Linked DNA regions of Triticum aestivum: region 2 is linked to region 1. A link is a contact called in public Hi-C data. All regions are on one chromosome and are shown on one strand. Each heading gives the region's core, a stretch centred on a gene start, on an enhancer-like site or on the middle of the called end of the contact. The rest is flanking DNA. Distances are from core to core; before and after follow the strand shown.

What was found. A called contact is a pair of places that touch in the nucleus more often than the background predicts.
Region 2: a contact with region 1 is called in a Hi-C map of leaf, with 6 times the contacts expected there. The contact joins the promoter of LOC123166278 here to the promoter of LOC123163631 in region 1. A contact is called at or near these places in 2 of 5 Hi-C or Micro-C datasets (both in leaf) and 1 of 1 datasets of contacts at active chromatin or transcription factors (leaf).

The regions. Positions count from the first base shown.
Region 1 is chr7D:160,720,945-160,727,535 of IWGSC CS RefSeq v2.1, forward strand. LOC123163631 reads right to left here and starts at 3,283. Exons shown (of 16, transcript XM_044580990.1): 1 at 2,512-3,283; 2 at 2,327-2,414; 3 at 2,025-2,228; 4 at 1,860-1,943; 5 at 1,710-1,781; 6 at 1,550-1,632; 7 at 1,308-1,436; 8 at 1,082-1,162; 9 at 640-732; 10 at 410-559; 11 at 204-326; 12 at 1-98. The coding sequence starts at 2,861.
Region 2 is chr7D:161,027,944-161,034,534 of IWGSC CS RefSeq v2.1, forward strand. It overlaps LOC123166278 (probable galacturonosyltransferase-like 9), which reads left to right and starts at 3,389. Exons shown (of 1, transcript XM_044584052.1): 1 at 3,389-5,034. The coding sequence starts at 3,568. The coding sequence ends at 4,635.

The DNA of each region.
Region 1 (6,591 bases), core at 2,033-4,532:
GTCCATCGAGGGAGGTTGCGTTTTCCCACGTCCCGTTATAAGTTTGATATGACCATACAAGGACCATATACTTGGCATAATCAGAGAAGGATATAACTCTACAATAAAGAAAAACATCACATCAAACATTACAGCAAGAACAGAAGAAACAAAATAAGGTTCAGCATTCTTGGTGTTCAGTCATTGCTATTTTACGGACATACCTTCTTTGTGCAGGCATATCATCATGAAATATTAGCTCGACTCTTTTCTTTATAACTTCTTCAGCATCAAATTCTTGCTTTATCATGAAGTCGATAACCGGTTGGGTTAACAGTTCAGTGAAGCTACAAGTAAGATTTTGGTAAAATTCCATACTGATGCAGGGTAGGATACGAAGCTATAAAAGATGTGGCTGGCGATAACTTACCTTTCAATGTTCCCTTGAATAGCTAAAGCAAGAACTAGATTATGTATCGCAATATCAGAAATCCGAACTTCAAATTTAAACAGTGTAACACTCTTCATGAAGTTCAACAAGGTTGGGAAATAATATACATCACTTTCTCCGTATATGTACCTACCACAATAAAATAAAAATTATTTGTATCATACCACATATTAAATTGAGAAAAACCAGTATAATCAAGTAGGCCTTACTTTTCCAGAAAGTCTGAAAAAGCAAGCTTCCATATGACTGATGTAGGAAGGAGCACCGGCACTTCACTCGCATCAGGCACAGATGCTGTTTGACTACAGGTAGAATGGGAAATTGTTTTTATCAAAATGACCAAGAGTTTGTAAATTAGATACTGTTTTCATATTACACGGAACAGCGAGAGAAATAGAACCATGTGGAACTTACCCATTCAGACTATCCGAAGAGGCAGGTGCATATGCAACTCTACCAGGACTGGTTGGCCTCTCCAATTTTTTGTCGGCGCTGGAGAGCACCGGCACTTTACTCGCATCAGCCAAAGATGTTGTTTGACTGCAGGTAGAATGGGAAAAAAATTTAGCAAAATAACCAAGAGTTTGTCAGTAAGATACTGTTTTCATATTAGACGGAACAACAAGAGAAATAGAACCATGTGGAACTTACCCATTCAGACTATCCAAAGGGGCAGCAGGTGCATATGCAACTATAACAGGATTGGGTGGCCCCTCCAATTTGTCGTCGTGGCTGCAGGTAAAGAATTTGAGTGGAAATCTTGTAAAGTAGTCAATTAGACAGTTAATACTGTAAGTATAGACAGGTAGAGCGATGTTACTATTTGAGTAGAGGAAAACATAAGACTATGCAACTTAAACACTTAGCTAGCACATACTCTTCGGTTGAGTTCAGCGGTACATTAGTCACTTCTTGTGTGATTGGAGATGACGAAGGAGTAGGTACATTAGTCACTTCTTGTGTGATTGGAGATGACGAAGGAGTAGGTACAATATCTGAATTTGGTCTGCATATATTAAAAAAATCATGAATAACCGAAGTAAAAAGTAAATAGTCTATTAGAGACTACTATGTGTTTTGATAGAATGAGCATGCATCTTTTTCATTTTCAGTTCGCACCTCTTCCTTCTCATTTTCTTATCCTGTTTTTTTGCTTCACTATCTGCCAACCTTTTTTGCCAATCAACAACCCACTCTCTACCCTGTTCATTTAGAGTTAGCCAACAAAATTAGAGGTCTGGTCTTGCAAAGGAATTGCTGAGATTTGGCAAAAACTTACCGCCTTATTTGGTTGCTCGTCGGCGGGAAGAGGGACAAAATTGTCGGTGAATAACACTTGCTCTTCGAAACCCTGTTAATAAGAAAGATAATTATCTTGTAAAATAGATAATGTCGAGTTAATGTTGCACTAGGGGAATGTTTAACACACCATAGTTAAAGATTTCCAAATTGCGGTGGGGGGAATGTCTTGGGTGTCCCCTTCTGTCACAAGGACATATAAGTTTCCTTTATGCTACACAAAATAAATAAGAGATTATAATACTTGTTGTGCCCCTGTATTTCAACTGATATCTAAATGAAAGAAATGTAATACCTTATACATCAAATTAAGATGTTTTTTATATAACGCACAAAGGTTCCCTTCAGCAATAGCATCATTATTACTCATCAGAAGTTTAATGCCTTGTTGAGTTAACTCAGTCTGAGAATTCTGTAAAAATTCACTTGCAATTTCCATTCCCTTCAGTACAAGTGTTGGATTCTGAGAAATTTTGCCGCGAAGCTTATTGTACTTATCCTGATATTGAATGAACAAAATATAAGGGTTGTAAAAAGTACAGTTTCTACAAACACTGGTCTATCTACAAATACTGATCTAACTAATGTATAGAGTACCTCATGGGGAAGAATCCATCCATGCAGGATTGGTATATTCAAATGACAAAGGGTAGAAATGATTGGAGAATCAAGAAAACCAGAGGTGCTGCGTCAAATCAGACATAACAAAACATGTTAAGGCAGAAGGTAAACACTAAATAGAAGGGATATATTTACAAAAGGATAATGTCTTTTTCACATACAATATGTTAATCGGTTGAATGCTAGATCCGTCTAGCTGCAATAATGTGGACAACGAGGCACCCGTAGCTACCTTCCTCTCGTCCTTCGTCCAGTCTTTTGTTTGATCCTGTTTGATGTGCGTCACTACCTTATCCCCAAGGGATGCTGCCATGTTCCGCAGATCATAAACGGAGATAAAATCGACTGTCTTGTCGAACTTAAAGCACGACGGATCGGTGAGGAGAAAGTAATTCACTACGGCAACTGTCGTAGGCCACACAGGAACATTATGATAACATATAATATGAGTTTGCTTGCCCTTGAATTCGACAGGTCGCAACCTGTACTTCAACGTTTTAGGGTCGGCCATTTAGGCTCTGGGTCGCCCGGAGAGCTCGGGCGACGCAGTGCGGGCCAGCGGCAAAGACGATCTACAAAGATCTAGCGGCGGCGGCGGCGGCGGCGGCGAAGCAGCGAGGAACGGGGTGGCTGTGGGGGACGAGTAAGACCTGGGAGGCAGCGTGGGCGGCGGCGGTGTTAGGGTCAGCCATTTATGCTCTGGGTCGCCGGAAGAGCTCGGGGCGACGCAGTGTGGGCCGGCGGCGGCGGTGGCAAAGACGACCTAGTAGTAAGATCTAAAGGCGGCGGCGGCGAAGTTGCGAGGAGCGGGGCGGCAGCGTGGGCGGCGGCGTCGGAGGCTCGGAGGTGAACGTGCTCTCGGGTGGAGGGTTTCGGGGCATGTGTCGGGTGGCGGCGGCGGCGGGACGAGAGAATAGTGCAGTGCGTGGGTCGGGCGAGCCACCTGCGGCATTTAGGGTCTGCGTGGAGGCGTAAATCTCGTACGTAACGGGCCGGCCCATGTGGGTCGCGAATCTTTTTTATTGCGAATGTCGCTCACCTGTTTTTTTTTCTTCCGTCTGATATTCAAGTTATAAAGAATACACCTCTTTGCACGACACCAATGACTGACTTCTGGGCATGGCAATTTGAAAAGAAAGGTGCATTTTCTGTCAGGTCGGCATATCGAATGTTGGTGAATTTGAGAAATATGAGAGATAACTTGCTCGATCAAAGAGGAGATTCATCCAACAGCACGGCAGATGAGAAGTGCTAGTCATCTTTGTGGAACACCAAAGTTCCAAGCAAAATTAGAACTTTTCTTTGGAGGCTCGCAAGACATTCTTTGCTGTCAGAGGATGTGCGCCACCATAGAAACATGTGTGACACAGATTCTTGCCAACTATGTGGAGCAGTTGATTCATGGAGGCACTCGTTGATTGATTGCACAGCGTCGAGGTGTGTGTGGGCCTTAGGTGACGAGGAATTAACTGATCATATTGTTGAGTCTCAAGAACCCAATGCTAAACATTGGCTCTTCAACATGATGGATGCATTATCACATATGGAGTTTGTGAAGATGACCGTCACTCTTTGGGCAATATGGACTGCGCGTAGAAAAGCTATACATGAGTCAATATTTCAAAGCCCAATGTCGACTCACCGCTTCATAGAAAGGTTCATTGCCAAGTTGGATGGTGTGAATATGATTGTTAGCACTTCCACTCCGGCTGGACGCGCACATGCAATAATGAGGCGGAGCTCTTGGAAAGCACCTCCAAGCGGACATGTTAAAATCCATGTAGATGGGGGTCTGTCCCATGATAGGCGTGTTGGAGCTGCGACAGCAGTGTGCAGGGATGAACATGGTCAGTACCTCGGGTCCTCGGCAATTGTTCTACCTCGGGTTATAAATCCTACAATTTTAGAGTCCATTGCTTGTCGTAAGGCCTTGGCACTTGCGGCTGATTTATCTTTGGATCACTTGGTGATTGCATGTGACTGCAAGCCAATTGCGGATGACATCAAAAAGGGGATAGGAAGCCCCCATATCACGGTCGTCAAGGAGATAAATAATAGAAGAGGGTATTTTGCTAGTTGTGATTTTGTATTTGAAGGTCGTGCTTCGAATCTAGAGGCGCACAACCTTGTGAAATTTTCCCATTTGTGGCTTCTATCCCCTCATGACCCCCTTTGTATCCCTATGAACATAGTTTCTAATTAATAAAGTGTGGGATCCCTAAAAAAACTGTTTTTTTTCATTTCCTATTTGACGCTTGAGGCGCCCATTGCCAAGATAGGAAAAAGTCCAAAATAAAACCTTGAACTCGTAGGCGTTAGCTTAATCAAACCCTAAACTCTAAATCCTAGGAATCAGCACACTGAACTCTCTAATCCCGGTCTAAAATGACCCCTGGTCGCATTCCCAAACAAGGATTGATGACATGGCAGACAGAAACTTGGATTGATGGTTATTGGGCACGTTGGGCGTGTAGAAGTTGGGCTGTCTCATAGCAGCCCATAGCGCCTCCCATGTTTTTAGTGCAGAGGCAGCCCACGTAGAGGCAGTACATCCCCATTCTTGGCTTCTCCTAGAATTCCCCTGCTCGAGCGACGGCAATGGCGACGGGCGGGTGATCTGCGGTGATCGTGACGACGCGGTGATGAGCGGCGTCAAAGGTATTGTCGCCGATGTACTCCTCCTCCGCTCGCCGTAATTTAGGCTCTCTCCGCTCTGTTAGTGTTAGGGTTTCACGGAGAAAAACTGGGGCTTTTCGGAGATCTGGGTTTTTGGTTCGATTTTTGTGCCTTTTTGTTATTCCAAATGCACGGATTAGGACAATGTAGTGATATTGTCATGTTTGTTTCAGTTAAATCATGAACCCTACGGAGATTTTGAATGTCGGGTTTCATTTTGGAGGCCAGTTCGTCTGCACTGATCTTGTTTTGGATTATGTGGGGGGGCGATGAAGACATATCAGAGATCGAGAGGGACAAGCTGTCGTTGTAGGAAGTTCAAGGGCATTTGAAAGACCATGTGGAGTTCAAGGAATCGATGAAGCTGTATTGTCTGTATCCTGTGAAAGGAACGATATAGTTGACTAGAGGGGAGGGTGAATAGGAAACTAACAATTTTTAGCTTTTCTTTACCAAATTAAACTTTGCATCAAAGTAGGTTGTCTAGATATGCAGCTAGGTGAGCAACCTATATGATGCAACAACAACAAGTGCACAAGCAAGCAAGGGATATAACACAAATAAGCTTGCACAAGTAAAGGGACGAGATAACCAAAAGTGGAGCCGGTGAAGACGAGGATGTGTTACCGAAGTTCCTTCCTTTTGAGGGGAAGTACGTCTCCGTTAGAGCGGTGTGGAGGCACAATGCTCCCCAAGAAGCCACTAGGGCCACCGTATTCTCCTCACGCCCTCACACAATGCGAGATGTCGTGATTCCACTATTGGTGCCCTTGAAGGCAGCGACCGAACCTTTACAAACAAGGTTGGGGCAATCTCCACAACTTAATTGGAGGCTCCCAACAACACCACGAAGCTTCACCACGATGGACTATGGCTTCACGGTGACCTCAACCGTCTAGGGTGCTCAAACACCCAAGAGTAACAAGATCCGCTAGGGATTAGTGGGGGAATCAAATTTCTCTTGGTGGAAGTGTAGATCGGGGCCTTCTCAACCAATCCCGAGCAAATCAACAAGTTTGATTGGCTAGGGAGAGAGATCGGGCGAAAATGAAGCTCGGAGCAACAATGGAGTTTTGGGGGGAAGAGGTAGGTCAACTTTGGAGAAGAAGACCCACTTATATAGTGGGGGGAACAATCCAACCGTTACCCCCCTACCAGCCCCGCAGAGAGTGGTACTACCGCTAGGCCAGCGGTACTACCGCTTAACAGCCCAAGCGGTACTACCGCTAGGCCAGCGGTACTACCGCTTAACAACCTAAGCGGTACTACCGCTCGCGAGCGGTACTACCGCCTCTCCTGCCGCGGCTGGTACCGTAAAGTTCAACACGAAAAAATAGCCCTCGAATCGAGGCGGTACTAGCACAAAACCGCAGCGGTACTACGGCTGGGGGCTACAAGCGGTACTACCGCTATGGAGCGGTACTGCCGCTTGTAGCACCCAAGCGGTACTACCGCTCCGGCCCGCGGTACTACCGCTCAGACCAGAGAAGGCACAATGAGGACAGGAACGAGCTCTCCATTGAAATGGAAAGGCTCGGAGGGTGTGCAAGGGATGTGTACGTGAT
Region 2 (6,591 bases), core at 2,139-4,638, 310 kb after region 1:
CATTTGTACGGGTTCGGTGACCGCCCTCAAGTGTCCCTTAGTGGAATCACGGCATCTTGCATTGTGCGAGGGCGTGAGGAGATTACGGTGGCCCTAGTGGCTTCTTGGGGAGCATTGTGCCTCCACACCGCTCCAAACAGAGATTAGCATCAGCAAAGGTGTGAACTTCGGTATACATCGTCGTCTCCACGTGCCTCGGTTATCTCTTACCCGAGCCCTTTACTTATGCACTTTACTTTGTGATAGCCATATTGTTTCTTGTCATATATCTTGCTATCACTTAGTTGTTTATCTTGCTTAGCATAAGTTGTTGGTGCACATAGGTGAGCCTAGTTGTTGTAGGTTTTGTGCTTGACAAATTAACCGCTAGGTTTATTCCGCATTTGTTCAAGCCTAAACCGTAATTATTTTAAAGCGCCTATTCACCCCCCTCTAGGCGACATCCACGATCTTTCAGCCTATTTATAAGAGGGTGGATACAAGGAATACGCGGGAATCGAGAAGGCCGAGATCATCATGTGGCTATATGGACGCCTCGTTTTTCGGGATGATTATTAAGATAAAGATCAGTTAAGATGTTCCGAGCCTCGTGCGAAATTAATGCAAAATGACATCATGGCGGGTTAACATAATTCTGTGAGCTGACATCATGGCGGGTTACAACAAACTCGTTAAACTGGCGATGCAAGATTTTGACAAGTCAGGTAATGGAGATTGATATGAACAAGTTCAAATCAACCTGGAGCCTGATGTTGGGGATATAACTATTGGGTATAAACCGCCCAGGAGGGGCCGGGTCGTACCACTAGCGACTTATTGATGAAGATGGCGGGTCATAGCAAGCCTATTGACAGCCCAAGACCCAGAGACGACTTAAGACCCAAGAGGATGAACTGCCATATGTATGACTTGTATTGTAATTTGTAAGGCAAGCTTAGTTGGTCACCGAGTCGGACACGTTGTGTATGAGCCGGCAGGGACTCTGTAAGCCGCCGGGCATCAACATGTGTATATAAAGGGGTGACCCGGCGGCGAGTTAAGCGCAAGAAACAAGAGATCGAGAACTAGATCAAGCGTATTCGCTCCCTGGTAATAGAAACCCAAGCAATACAATCCCAAACTGGAGTAAGCCTTTACCTCCACCGCGGGGGGCCGAACCAGTATAAACTCTCTGTGTCCTTTGTCCCGATTAACCCCTTTAAGCTAACCTAGTTGCGATGACTCCACAACTAAGTCCTTTCGCTAGGACATCTGCCGTGTTAAGTCCACGACAATATGTCAAAATGTTTTTCAACACAAGTTGGAATAGTTGAACAGTAGAATCCTACTTACCTCTAATTTCCATCTTGTTACAACAAGTCAATGCGAGCAACAATATGCAGTTAAAACTGGCAAATATTATGACTCATCCAACATACATAAAGTAAAAAATGACAAATATAGGTGAGGATATCCATCTTTATTCAAAAGCACATGGCATGGTCTAAAGTTGAATTGTAAATGCCAATTCTTCCGAACAAACCTGACACCAATGTCACTGTAACAACAAAATATTGTTGCCGAAAATATAATGACATAAGTACGTAGTAACAGACAAATTATTTCACCATATAGCAGAGATAGAAAACACATAAGTCAACATATTCAACTTGATATACATATTAATTTAGAAAGTTTGTGTATGGTGACAAAATCATTTAATGAAGAAAAACAAAAGTTCAATTAATTAATCTGGTTACTTCGCAAGCACGACAAAACCAAGTTGACACATGTTGCCATATTATGTATAATACATGAAAAATGGTTTAATTTGATCCCAGAAAGGCACACAATGAAATCAAAATGCACCAGTAGACAAGCATTTGATTTTTTGAAATTGAAGTTTCTATTCTTCTATATAAAATATAACTTTCCATTTTCATGTCCTTAACTACTATCAACTCACATCATCATCATGTAACATGTTGCTACTACTAGAATAAACATGGACACTGGTAGTACAACTATGCAAACATTGTGAGACCATAGAAGCATGCAACAACTAATAGCCTAATATGACGGCCAATAGTTTTTTTTGGAAATGAGGTAGATAGCACAGCTAGAAGTGAACAGTGACTCGTCACCATAAAACACGGTGATCGACAAAAACTTTAATGAGTCTCCAAATCACGCACAAAGACACCTTTCATGGTGATGTTTTAGGCTGGCCATAGTGGGGGTAACATAAGTAGTGTCATGCACTTGGGATTCAGAAACATGCATATGTGGCAGTCAATTAAAGAAGAGAGAGATGGTTATAGTAACATATGTAGATACCGTAACATAATAAATGTTATGCTACTGTGTGTCATGCATGACAATAAATGAGACCACCTATGATACTAATCTATGTTACTACTATGCACTATGGATGTACTAGTATCATACACTAGTATCATATGCATGATACTGGTATATGATACTCCCCACTATGACCAGCCTTAAGGGCCACACACAAATATGTCGTGGTGTTTTAGCATGTACTTTGTTTGGAATCTTGAGTGTGTATACAATTTTTTTTAGCTCTAAGACTACCAGAGAAAGAACGTCTCAGTTACAACAAAATGTCAACGTGAGAAATAAATGCAACAAGAAAAATTAGGAAACATATTTTGGCACATCCAATGGATATAAAATAATAATAATTATAGGCATGGCCGTGTGGATATCGATATTAATTTGCACATGAGATGGACGAAAGTTGACCAAACAAATCAAACACCACCACCATTGCTACAACAAAATAATATTGCTACAATATAATGGAATAGGCAATGCCAAATAAAATATCTCACCATATCACAGATATATGAAGCACATCACCGAGATACACATGTGAACATCCACTTTAGTTCGCGAAAGCCGCGGGCCTACTCAAAAATTCATTTAGTAGCGAAGAAAAGCCTAAAGATCAATTAATACTAAACATGCAATTGACTTTATAGACCAGACAGAACAAAAAAGATATGTCAATGGCGGAAATATGTCATTAGTCTAAAATGGACAAATATGATTTTGTCAATGCCAAGAGATACACAACATGAGCTCAAAAATCAAAATGCAAAGACCCACTCTCACCATTATACTAGTGGTATTCTTTTTGGCAAAACCTCAGTGCATGCTTTTCTATGGAAACCAGAATCTTCATGTAGTAATGTTGTAAGTAAATGTTTTGAAATGAAAACAATTAAAGCATGCAACAGCTAATGGCGTGGCCGAATTGAAAAGTAGACGGATGGAAGTGACCGAGCAACCTTCCAGCGTCTACGCGCTGATTATTTTAGGAAAACGTTTACTCGTACGCGTTTCCCGAACGCGCACGAGACCCCCCTTTATCACCGGAGACCTCCCCCAAAACCCACCACCATTCCCATCCCATACGCGCACCGCACCGCGGCGCCGATACATACGCCCGCCCTCGCCCCCCGCATCACTGCTGCACCACCACGCGGGACAGCTCACCACAGCCTGCGCCGCACAGAGCGAGCGAGCGCCGCAAGAATCCAAGAACCGTCGGCGGCGGCGGCGATGAGGGCGGCCGGGGCAGCCGTGGCGCTGCTCTTCTTCTTCCTCCTGGCCGTCCCCGGCGAGGCGGCGGCGGCGCTGCCGAGGTTCGCGGAGGCGCCGCAGTACCGGAACGGGGAGGGGTGCCCGGCGGCGACCGCGGCCGGCGTGTGCGACCCGGGGCTGGTGCACATCGCCATGACCCTCGACGCGCACTACCTGCGGGGCTCCATGGCGGCCATCTACTCGCTGCTCAAGCACGCCTCCTGCCCGGAGTCGCTCTTCTTCCACTTCCTGGCCGCGGCGCCCGGGGACGGCGAGCTGCGCGCGGCGCTGGCGGCCTCCTTCCCGTCACTGCGGTTCGAGATCTACCCGTTCCGCGCCGAGGCCGTGGCCGGGCTCATCTCGGCGTCCGTGCGCGCCGCCCTCGAGGCGCCGCTCAACTACGCGCGGAACCACCTCGCCGACCTGCTCCCGCCCTGCGTGCCCCGGGCCATCTACCTCGACTCCGACGTCCTGGCCGCCGACGACGTGCGCCGGCTCTGGGAGACCCGCCTCCCCGCCGCCGCCGTCGTCGCCGCGCCCGAGTACTGCCACGCCAACTTCTCCCGCTACTTCACCCCGGCCTTCTGGTCCGACCCGGCGCTCGGCGCGCGCGTCTTCGCGGGCCGCCGCCGCCCGCCCTGCTACTTCAACACCGGCGTCATGGTCATCGACCTCCGCCGCTGGAGGGCCGGCAACTACCGCCGCCGGATCGAGCGCTGGATGGAGATCCAGAAGGAGAGGCGCATCTACGAGCTGGGCTCGCTGCCGCCGTTCCTGCTCGTCTTCGCCGGCGAGGTGGAGGCCGTCGACCTCCGCTGGAACCAGCACGGCCTCGGCGGCGACAACGTGCACGGCAGCTGCCGCCCGCTCCACGACGGGCCCGTCAGCCTCATGCATTGGTCGGGCAAGGGCAAGCCGTGGGACCGCCTGGACGCCGGCAGGCCCTGCCCGCTCGACCACACCTGGAAGTCCTACGACCTCTACATCGCCGGAGACGCGAGCAGCGCCGCCTCGCCGGCTTCCGGGCCGGCATTGTCCGCCTGGTAGAGGGAGCCCGTAGCTGCACTGACTAGTTACAGTAATTCTTTTGTTGGTTAGGCGGTTCTTGGCAATGGCAGCGCTGCGGCTGCCGTTGCCGTCGGCTGTACAGGGCGGCGAGGGGGGAAGGAAGGGAGGATCGCCGGCGATTGCTGCGCGAGGAGGAGGGAGGAGAGTGGTGGATAGAGAAAAAAAGAAGAGCTTGTTCTTTTTGGTAGAAAATCAGATTGGTTATGTGGGGGGATTTGGATTCTTTTTGCTCGAGGTGGACATTCTAGGGGGTTGCCAATTCGCTGGATTGGTGGCGATGTACAATTCGTTGATAGTGCTAGGAAAGACTGGGATTTTGTTCTGTTGTTATTGACGATTCTTTCATTCATAATAAGACTATGTGTTCTTGATCTGAAACTCTGGTCTCTGCATTTTTGGGTTGCGTCAAATTCAGTTGAATTGAGTGGATTCTCACTGTATGTTGTATCTGGTTCTGATGTGGTTTCTCCTTGGAAGGCTTACACTATCGCTCGAATGTCAATCTGATGAAGAACATAGCTGAGTTCTGCATTTTTGTAGAATTCAGAACCAGGGCAACCATGTCCTTCAGATTGATGGAGGCATGGGCTGAAATGTTGAACTGAAAAAGAGCAATTTTCGCCGGCAAAATTGGCTGTTCCTGATGTACTACATTCTCCTGTGATTGCACAATTCCTCTGTTATACTACAACTCTGTTCATTATTTCTCTTCTGCAGGAAATCAATACTACACACAAGGGGCTTGTGACTGGGGAGGTTCAAAGTTTCTCTTCAAAATCCCCTGTGCCCAATCAATTTCCCGCCTGGTTTAGTGCTACTATTTGAACTGCCCATCAACTACATTTGTTCTTGAGCAACACATCTCTAAACAAGTGAACATATCATAATTTAGGATGTCAAATCATTTTGCTTGCACCACAATCAAAGTGGCTATTTGCTGTTTAACTTATCCGCTCGCCAGCTAGCCCAGGCCACTAGTACAATCATCCCAACTGATGAGGAGCTCCTGCTAGCTCATAGCCGAAGCCTTGAAGCACCTCCAACCAAATGGAAGACTCCCATAGCTCCTCCATAGTTTATGCACACATGTCAAAGCTCACCCACCTTTACACAAGCACAAGAAAGGTCCAGCCAGGAGGCAGCCAGCCAATGATGAGCTAGGGGAGCTGCAACTGCAAGTCTAGTGCAGTTTCCAGTGCAGCTAATCATCGGTGTCTTCTAATCTTGCTTCCTCCTCTCGCTTTGCCTTTTGGCCTCCTCCGTGCTGTGCACTTTGTTTGAAATGTGATGAATCGTGAACTCCTCCCCTCTCTCGTCTCCACCAACCGGGCATCATCGGCCACCCCCCCTTTTTGATAGCCCTGCATGATTGATTATAAAGGAAAAGGAGAGAAAAGCCATTGTTCTTGGGAAATCCGGTACCTGCAATGATGGTGCATTTCGTGGTGGCGTTGTAGGAACACGTCGTTTTCGCCTAGTGCTGTTTTCATGTGAGAGATGCTTTCTGGCCGGCGATCCATGAACCATCCGCCTACTGACGAAGGAACTGGATCCGATCCGTTCTGACCTCCGATCAGAAACATCGACCGTCGCAGCGGTCGGTAGCATCTCCTTTTCGAGACGAGAAATTAGGCGGTGGCGTATCTGTCCAGAATCTAACGGCGAGCGGAGGCCGTCGTCGGCGCAAAAGTTACTGCGGTGATCCGAGTGGAGGGTGGGCACTGTTCCTACTATCGGACCATGGACTGTGGCAGCGGCCGGATTTGGCCGCCATTACTGGCGTTGGTGCCTCCATTATTGATGGTGGCCACCGGATTCAGGTGGTGCGGCAGGCGGCAGGAGGTACACGCGCGCAGTAAACTCGGTCGATGGCCGACGGAGGGAGGGGAGGGGAGGGGAGGGGGAGGGCCGTCGGCGCGCGGCGACGGCTTCGGA